2 separate regions of the Oryctolagus cuniculus genome follow, and region 2 is linked to region 1. A link is a contact called in public Micro-C data. All regions are on one chromosome and are shown on one strand. The core of a region is the stretch at or near the end of the contact, and the rest is flanking DNA. Distances in the headings are between cores, read along the strand shown.

Region 1 (4,135 bases), core at 982-3,481:
GGGCCTGGAAAGGCCCGAGAGGCCTTGTTCGTCCTGAATATGTTCCCTTCGGGTGAGCAGTGGTTTGTTCCTCCCCTGCAACCTGACAGGAAACTCCTCCAGGGCTGCAGCTTGAGATCAACACCGTTCCTCCCCTCCCATGAACACACACTAGTGGTAGTGGGTAGACTGAGACACCTAATATTGAGGGGGGGTAGGTGAGGACATGCAGGGGACCCTGAACCAAGAAGTGTCCAGGGAAGATGGGTAAGAATGTCCTAAAGAATGAATGGTTGGGGCCGGCGCTGTGGCGCAGCAGATTTAGCCTCCACTAGGGAAACCCACCTCCCAAATCAGAGTGCCTGGTTCTGTTTCTGCTTCTGACTTTGAGTAAAACCCTGGGAAGCGGCTCCGTCACTTGGATCCCTGCCTCCCACGCTGGGAAGCGCAGACTGAGTTCTGGGCTCTTGGCTCTGGCCTGGCCCATCCCCAGCTGTTGTTTGCATCTGGGGACCAAACCAGCAGCTGGAAGAGCTCTGTCCCTTTTACTTTCAAACAAAATAAACCTTTTAAAAGGGAGCGAGAAAGGCAAAGGCGAGGCAGGGAGCATCCATAGGCTCAGGCTGTGCCCACGTCTTTCCTGAGAAGTGGCGTGCCCAGAGGCAAACAGGTGGTGGGAAGAATGAGATGGCATCAAAGGCTGCTGACACCAACCTGCACAGCTGGCCAGGCTGTCTCTCCGTGACTCACTGAAACGACTCTGGGCTCTGGAGGTGGAATGAGCTTTGGGCTTCCCAGCCAGTCGGTCAAGGGCAGAGACAGGAGACACACCAGAGGCTGTCTGGCTCCGAAACACAGACTCTAAGGGAACCATACTGGGGTCACAGCCTCCAGGGGCCAGACAGACGGCACGAGGTTAAATGGCTGTGTATAAGAGGACAGGGGCTATTCAGAACCTCAGGCTTTTGGGTATTCAAACTCAAATAAAAGCCGGTGGGCCAGCCAAGCAGAACATATTTTTGGCATGGGTGAGCGGGGGAAGCCCTCGAGTTTTGAGTGTTCCGTTCCTGTCTAAACAAATGGTCCTCCCCGTCCACCAACTGCACCCACAGTGGGATCACAGGGGTGGGTGCAGAGCTTCAGAGAGCGGCTTTGAGCCACCAGAGTGACTGCAAGGGGGTCCTGAGCACTTGGTGGCCAGGCCTCGGCGTAAATACGTCCACAGCGGGGTGCGCCTTCCCTCTCAAGCCAGCTTTGGATGGGGCCTGCCAGCCAGGACACTAGAACCATCACCACACTTGCCACGGGCCCCTGCCGGAGGCGGGAAGCCCAGGGCAGAGGCTCATCTTGTATTTTGCAAACTTAAAAAAAAATTAGTCTGGAACTTTTTTTTTTTAGTTGATTGATTTTTTATGTATCGAAGCGGCAGAGCAACAGAGAGAGCGGAGAGAGCTTCCATCCGCTGGTCACGCCCCAAATGCCGGCAACAGCCAGGGATGGGCTAGGCCAAGCCAGGAGCCAGGAACTCCCCCTGGGTCTCCCACGGGAATGGCCGGAACCCAAGTGTCTGAGTCTCTCAGGTGCCTCTCAGGGTGCACATTCCCAGGATGCTGTACCGGAAGTGAGGCCACACTCCATCCCAGGCACTCGGACACGGGACGCCCGCGTCGCCTTAGTGCGCTGTGCCCCTGGAATTCTTTATTGCAGATAAAATACAAACTCACTGCAGGCCAGCACAGGTTAGAAAAGAAAAAAATATCCGCACCTCCCCTACTCGGCCCCCCCACCCCCACTCAGACAGAAATACTCGGACCCCTCAGTGCCTATCCAGACTCCAGGTCCCGCCTTTGCTGACGGAAAGCCACCGTCTTTCCGTGGCCTGTACCCCAACAAGCAGACACTCCCACAGCGCCGGCGCCCCGCTGCTGCTCCACGCCAGCCCCCCGCGCGCACCCACCGCACCCTCCACGTCCACACCCTCGGCTCCCCAAGCCGTAGCCTAACTCTTCCTCAGAGACTCCACAGCGCCAGGCGCACAGTAAGTGCTCAACAAAACTTTTCCTACCCGCTAGCCCCGTCTCAGCCGCCACCGCCCGGCAGCAAAGAGAAAAACTGAGGTAACCCGGAACCGGGACCGCCTCGTCGTCGCCACGGCAACCGGAGCCAGGGCTGGGAGTTCCCACGCATGCGTACACTCTCCCTTCTTTCCCGTAACTTCAAGAACTGGACCGGTAAAAAAAAAAAAAAAAAAAAACTGCCAAGAGCCGAGTGCGCATGCGCGGCCGCCTCCGCCTTCTGTCCACCGTCCGCCCTTCAATCGCTTCTGCATAAATCTCGTCCGGAACTGATGCCCATTTCTGGAAACCAGGTCTCGCTAGCCTATCGTTGCTAGGGAGCGGGACGATGGGCCAATCACGACGGGCTGTGTCATTAGCTGGCTTGGAAGAGTGGGTGGGGACAAGGGTCGCGCGGCGGCCAGAGAAAGGAGGCGGGAAGCGAGGCGACGCGGCCGCCGCCGGCGGGGGCGGGGCTCCGGGGGCGGCAGGGACGGCGGTGGAGGGGGCGGGGCCGGGCGGGGCGGGGCGACCGAGGGCCCCGAGCGCCGTGGTGGGCGGCCGGCGGTGAGGGACCACGGGCCAGCGCGGATAGCACTCGCTCGGTTGGGGAGATCAGCGCGCGGCCGGTAGGTGACTGGGCCGGACCCCGGGTCCCGGCGCGGGGCGCTGAGAGAGCGACGGGGAGGGATCTCTTGTCAGTCCCGGGCGGGGCCGCGGCCTGACCGGCCGCCCCGGGATAGTGGTGGTGGTCGGCGGCCCGGGTGGGACCCACGAGCGCCGCCCCGCCGCCGTCCGCCAGCGCGCTCTCGCACGCGCCGTTCGCGCCACGGTCGCGCGCCGTGCTGGCCAGAGCCGCCAGGCCGCGCTCGCCCGCGGGCCCCACGCTGGCCCTGGGCGCGCGCAGGAGCGCCCTGCTTCCCCTTCCTCGGCGGCGGGGGCCACGGCACTGCTCCGCCCCGCGCCCTGGGCGCCCCCCACAGGCCCCGAAGCCGTTTGTGACCTTCCGTGGGAAGTTCTTGGGGAGTCACACCCCAAGACCGGGAAGAGGAGCGGAGTCTGTTCCGGGGGCCCAGCGGGCAGCCGGCTGGCCGCAGCATCCTCCGACCTTCTCCTGACCCCAGCCCTGCTGGAAGCCTGCGCGCCCGCTCAAGACTTCACAGGTCGCTTGAGAGACACCGTTGCTGTGCCGGAGGCCCAGTGTGGCCCGGGCATGTGCAGCCCAGCCGCCGGGTACCGGCGGAGAGAGGCCGCTGGTGCAGTGCAAAGATTCGCCCACCTGTCCTGGAGCCCTCCCTTGGCGCTCAGGAACTTGACAAAGTGCTGGCTTTGAAGGGAGGTTAAAACGTTGTCCTGAAGCTTGCACGAGGTGGGAAGGAGCGTGCCAAGGACCCGAGTGGCATACACGGCAAGATTGTTTTTGTTCGCTGGAGACCATGAACACCCATGAACTCACAAAGCAAAATGAAGTGCAGTGTGAGAGCAGGGCCGCCTTACAAAATGGCAGTCTGAAGTTTATTCCAGGAAAAACGTTGAAAAGCCAGTAGCTAGAAATGTGGTCCTTTTGAAAGATTAGAGGGAGATAGTATCTGAACGTCGGCCGTGTGTTTTCACTTAGTGTGCTCGGATACCTGTAGCCACCTTTCTTCTTTGGGGGTCTGGTGGTCAGGTGGATGGGACCGACCTGAGTGGGAGGTGAGGCACCCGAGGCAGGTGTGTGGCGCACCCGAGGCAGGTGTGTGGCACTCAGACCCTGGGGCGGGCCCACATGCAGAAGGGAGCGAGCGGTGGCTGGTGCGGTGTCTGCTGCTGAGGGGAGAGCACACTCAACAGGTGCTTGTCTCGCTTGGGAGGTGTTTGGATGCACTCTCGTTGCTCTGTGAGTGATGTCCAAGCGAGAGCTCTGGGGCCGCGCCAGGCTTGCGAGTCCTGGGCGCCTTCAGGACATCTGTGTGTGTTGAAGGGTGTGGTGAACTTCTGAGAAGATCTCAAAATCAGAGCCGTGCGAGGGGACTTGAGAAAGTCCGTGGAAAAGTCACACTCTCTTTAGATTCCGTTCTCGCGTGAACTCAGAAGCCGGCGGTGTCTGGCTTGACTTCAGA
Region 2 (4,135 bases), core at 1,195-3,694, 50 kb before region 1:
AGAGTTCCCATGATTAGTAAGGGAGACCCGTGCCGCACGCACGGCCCAGAGCCAGGCTCGCGAGCCGGGCACAGAAAGGGCAGGGAGGAACCCCGGGAGTGCAGCCAGGGGGCCTGGTGGGCAGGACCTGGCTTGAGACCCTCTGCTTGTAGAGTTTAGGAGCAATCTCTCCATGACGTCAGCCCAGTGGTGGCATGGGGTGGGGCAGCGGGGACAGGAGGGCACCCACTGGGATTAGCACAAGCAGCCCTGCCCGGGGGACACCCTGTGCTGCCTGAGGGCAGGCGTCCTCCTGCACCTGCCTCCAGGGAGGGCCCGGGAGATGGCAGACTGGTGCTCACTCGGGCAGAAGATGCCAGGCCATGCAGGGCTTCTTGTCCTGCTGGGACGGTGGACTTCATTTTTGAAAAAGCATTTGAGAGAGAGAGAGACAGATAGAGAGATCTCCCATCTGTTGCTTCACTCCCTAAATGCCTGCAGCAGCCAGGGCTCGGCCAGGCCAAAGCTGGGACCTAGGAACTCAGTGTAACTCCCCACGTGGAGAGCCAATCACGCGAGCCATCACGGCCGCCTGGCAGGGTGTGCATGAGCAGGAAGCTGGAGTCAGGAGGCAGAGCCAGGATTCAAATGCAAGCACCCAATGTGGGATGCAGGCGTCCTAACCAGCGTCTCAGACCAGACACCTGCCCGTGACCTTTCTCCTCCTTCTCCTTCCCCTTCCCCTTCCCCTCCTCCTCCTCCTCCTCCTCCTTCTCCTTCTTGTTTATTTTATTTGAAAGGCAGAGTTATAGAAAGAAGGAGCGGCAGAGAGAGCTCTTCCATCCACTGGTTCACTCCCCAAATGGCCACAATGGCCAGGGCTGGTCAGGCCGAAGCCAGGAGCTTCCTCCAGGTCTCCTACATGGGTGCAGGGGCCCAAGGACTTGTGCCATCTTCCACTGCTTTCCTACGCCATAGCAGGGAGCTGGATCGGAAGTGGAGCAGCTGGGACTCGGAACTGGGACCTTTGAGGATGCCAGTGATGCAGGTGGAGGCTTAACCCGCTCATAGGCACTGTGCCACTGCGCTGGCCCCTGAACTTCATTCTTTATGGCCCATGGGACAGAATGAATAATTGGTAGAGAGGGGTCCCGTGTGCCCATCACCCACTTCCCCCAGGGGTGACATCTTACATAACTCCAGTGCGTTAGCAAAACCAGGGAAGTGACTGGCAGGCGCTGACCACAGCTGCCGGACTGCGGCCCTCACCTGATCTTGCCATTCTGCACGCACCCATGTTTCGGTCATCTTTGTGCACAACTCCCTGGCACTTTATCACAGGTGCACAGCTGCACTTTATCACAGGTGCACAGCCGCAGTCAAGGCACAGAACGGCTCAATCAGCTCTATGGTCTGGGGAGGGTGTTTGATACAGCTGTTAGGACGCTCCCGAGGTTCATGTCAGAGGGCCCAGGTTCAGGTCCCAGCTCAGCCCCCAGCGCTAGCTTCTTGCGGAAGCAGATTCTGGGAGACAGGAAGTAGTGGCTCAAGCAGCTGGGTCCCTGCCACCCATGAGGCTGGCTCCTGGCTTTGACCTGGCCCAAACCCGACTATTGCAGGTATTTGAGGAATGAACAGTAGATAGGAGAACTCTGTCCTGTCTCTCTGCCCTTCAAATAGATAAACAAACAAACATTAGAAAAATGGGGCCCAGTGTAGTGGCACAGTGGGTTACACTGCCACCTGCAACACCAACATCTCCTATGAGTCCTTGGGCCCCTGCACCCACATGGGAGACCCGGAGGAAGCTCCTGGCAGGCCCCCCCCCCCCCCCCCCCCCCGCTCCGCCCCGCAACCTTGCGTTTCTCCCATCGCCGCGATTTTTACCTGGGGACTGTAATACACGTGGACTCACACAAGGGGGAGCTCTTCCAGCCATCCTGTCCCTCTCCGCTTCGTGCCGCCAGATCCATTCAAGTGGCCGCGGGTACCAGTCCTACTGAGTAGTATTCCACAGCTACGCTTTTAAAGAGGGTCTCTCGGCTGCAGGGAAGGATGGAGAGCAATGAGGAAACTTCTAGTATCCACAGACGCATCCCAGCCAGACCTCATGCCATGTCTGCTCAGCCTGGAGCTGGCCCTGATTTTAGGCCTGCTGTGTGAGCATCTGCCAGAGATATTGGAGTGCTGGAAGCAGAGCTGCCAGCAGGGGGTGCTAAATGCCTATTGCCCAAGGGGTGATTCCAACTGGGCACAGGAGGAGGCTTAGCATGAGCTCTGGGCCTTTGTGCAAGTGGGCCAAGAAAACTCCGGCTTGTCTCCCTCTCGACCTCAACCCACAGGTTCGCATCCAGCCCTGAGCTCCAAGGCTGGGAGATGAGGCTGATGATGTAGCCCCCCGGGGAGAGGCAGGGTGAGTCCTGGAGGAGGTGGGCTGGGTGGGCAGAGAGAAGCCCATTAGCTTCCCTGAGCTCAGGCTACAGGGCTGGGCTTCAGCACCTCTGCCTGCCCATCCTCCCCACTCCAAAAACTACTGCCCTTCCCCAGCCTGCTTCTTCCACACCTGGAGCCTTAGGCTTTGCCCCTGTGTTCTACATCCCCTGTCAGTCTCCTCCCTGCCTGCAAGTCACCACCCTGTGCCCTGCAGCCATGTGGTTTTAGCACCAGTCACAGGTGCAGGCTGGGCACTTACTGTGTTGGCTTCTGCCACTGCAGGGGAGCCAGGCCAACATTCCCAGGGGCCCAGGAGTCAGCCGCCTCTGGTTCCTCTGCCGGGTGGTGGGCACCCTCCTCAGACGTGCACCTGCACCCCTCACCATCGGAATCCAGCCCACTCTCTCTGCACCATTTTTTTTTAATTTTTGACAGGCAGAGTTGACAGTGAGAGAGAGAGACAGAGAGAAAGGTCTTCCTTTGCCGTTGGTTCACCCTCCAATGGCTGCTGCGGCCGGCGCGCTGCGGCTGGTGCACCACGCTGATCCGAAGGCAGGAGCCAGGTGCTTCTCCTGGTCTCCCATGGGGTGCAGGGCCCAAGCACTTGGGCCATCCTCCACTGCCTTCCCGGGCCACAGCAGAGAGCTGGCCTGAAAGAGGGGCAACCAGGACAGAATCCGGCGCCCCGACCGGGACTAGAACCCAGTGTGCCGGCGCCGCAAGGTGGAGGATTAGCCTAGTGAGCGGTGGCGCCGGCCTCTCTGCCATTTTTACCCCATCTCCAGCTCCCTGGCCCCTGGCTCCTAGCTACCCACTCACTCACTGGTGCTCAGCCTCCCTGGGTGTCTCTCTCACCAGCACCTGCAGGTCGCCACCTCCACATCCTTGTGCAAGGTGTCCCCCCGTGCCAGCTGACCTCCCCCTGTTCTCTGCCACCAGCCCCACTCCTCCAGGAAGCTGTCAGTGCACAGCACGGAGCGGCCTTTTAAAAATGTGAGTCTCAGCCTCTGTGTCCCCAAATGTGTGTGTTGTGTGCACTTTGAATAGACTCTCCCCGTGCGGCCCTGCCAAAGAAAGCCGAGCGCACTTAGCACCTGCCTGGAAATCTTCTCCTTCGTGCCCGGGTGCCCACAGCCTGGCTCTCAGGAGGGCCCAGCGAAGACTTTTTCTTTTTTTTTTTTAAGATTTATTTACTTATTTGAAAGTCAGAGTTACACAGAGAGAGGAGAGGCAGAGAGACAGAGAGAGGTCTTCCATCTGATGGTTCACAATGGCCACAATGGCCGGAGCTGCACCGATCAGAAGCCAGGAGCCAGGAGCTTCTTCCAGGTCTCCCCTGTGGGTGCAGGGGCCCAGGACTTGGGCCATCTTCTGCTTTCCCAGGCCATAGTAGAGAGCTGAATGGGAAGTGGAGCAGCCGGGTCTTGATGCTGGCGCTTCAAGCCAGGGTGTTAACCAACCCACTGCGCCACAGCGCCAGTCCCCACAAAGACTTTTTTTTTCAACATTTCTTTCTTCCTTTTCTTTCTGTCTCTCTCCCTTTCTTTCTTGACAGAGTGAGGGGCTGCGTGTTGTGGTGCACAGGGCCTAAGCTACTGCCTGAGGTGCCAGCATCCCATATGGGAGCCAGTTCGAGTCCCAGCTGTTCCACTTAAGACCCAGCTCCCTGCTAATGGCCTGGGAAAGCAGCGGAAGATGGCCCAAGCGCTTGGGTCCCTGCATC

Evidence for each region. Hi-C and Micro-C count contacts between places; a contact is called where the count stands out from the background.
Region 2: a contact with region 1 is called in a Micro-C map of ear pinna, with 3 times the contacts expected there. The contact joins the enhancer-like site here to the promoter of MAP3K14 in region 1. A contact is called at or near these places in 2 of 6 Hi-C or Micro-C datasets (ear pinna and an unstated tissue).

Annotation. Positions count from the first base shown.
Region 1 is chr17:18,511,565-18,515,699 of mOryCun1.1, reverse strand. MAP3K14 (mitogen-activated protein kinase kinase kinase 14) reads left to right here and starts at 2,231. Exons shown (of 16, transcript XM_008271593.4): 1 at 2,231-2,347. LOC103351585 (a long non-coding RNA gene) reads right to left here and starts at 2,530. Exons shown (of 4, transcript XR_007911546.2): 1 at 2,045-2,530.
Region 2 is chr17:18,561,435-18,565,569 of mOryCun1.1, reverse strand. LOC103351585 (a long non-coding RNA gene) reads right to left here. Exons shown (of 4, transcript XR_007911546.2): 3 at 1,867-2,022. Among named protein-coding and RNA genes, the nearest start is that of ARHGAP27, 36 kb to the left of the region's middle. Within about 2 kb of position 2,444, at least 1 of the 8 cell types and tissues checked has an H3K27ac peak or open chromatin away from gene starts, as enhancers often do.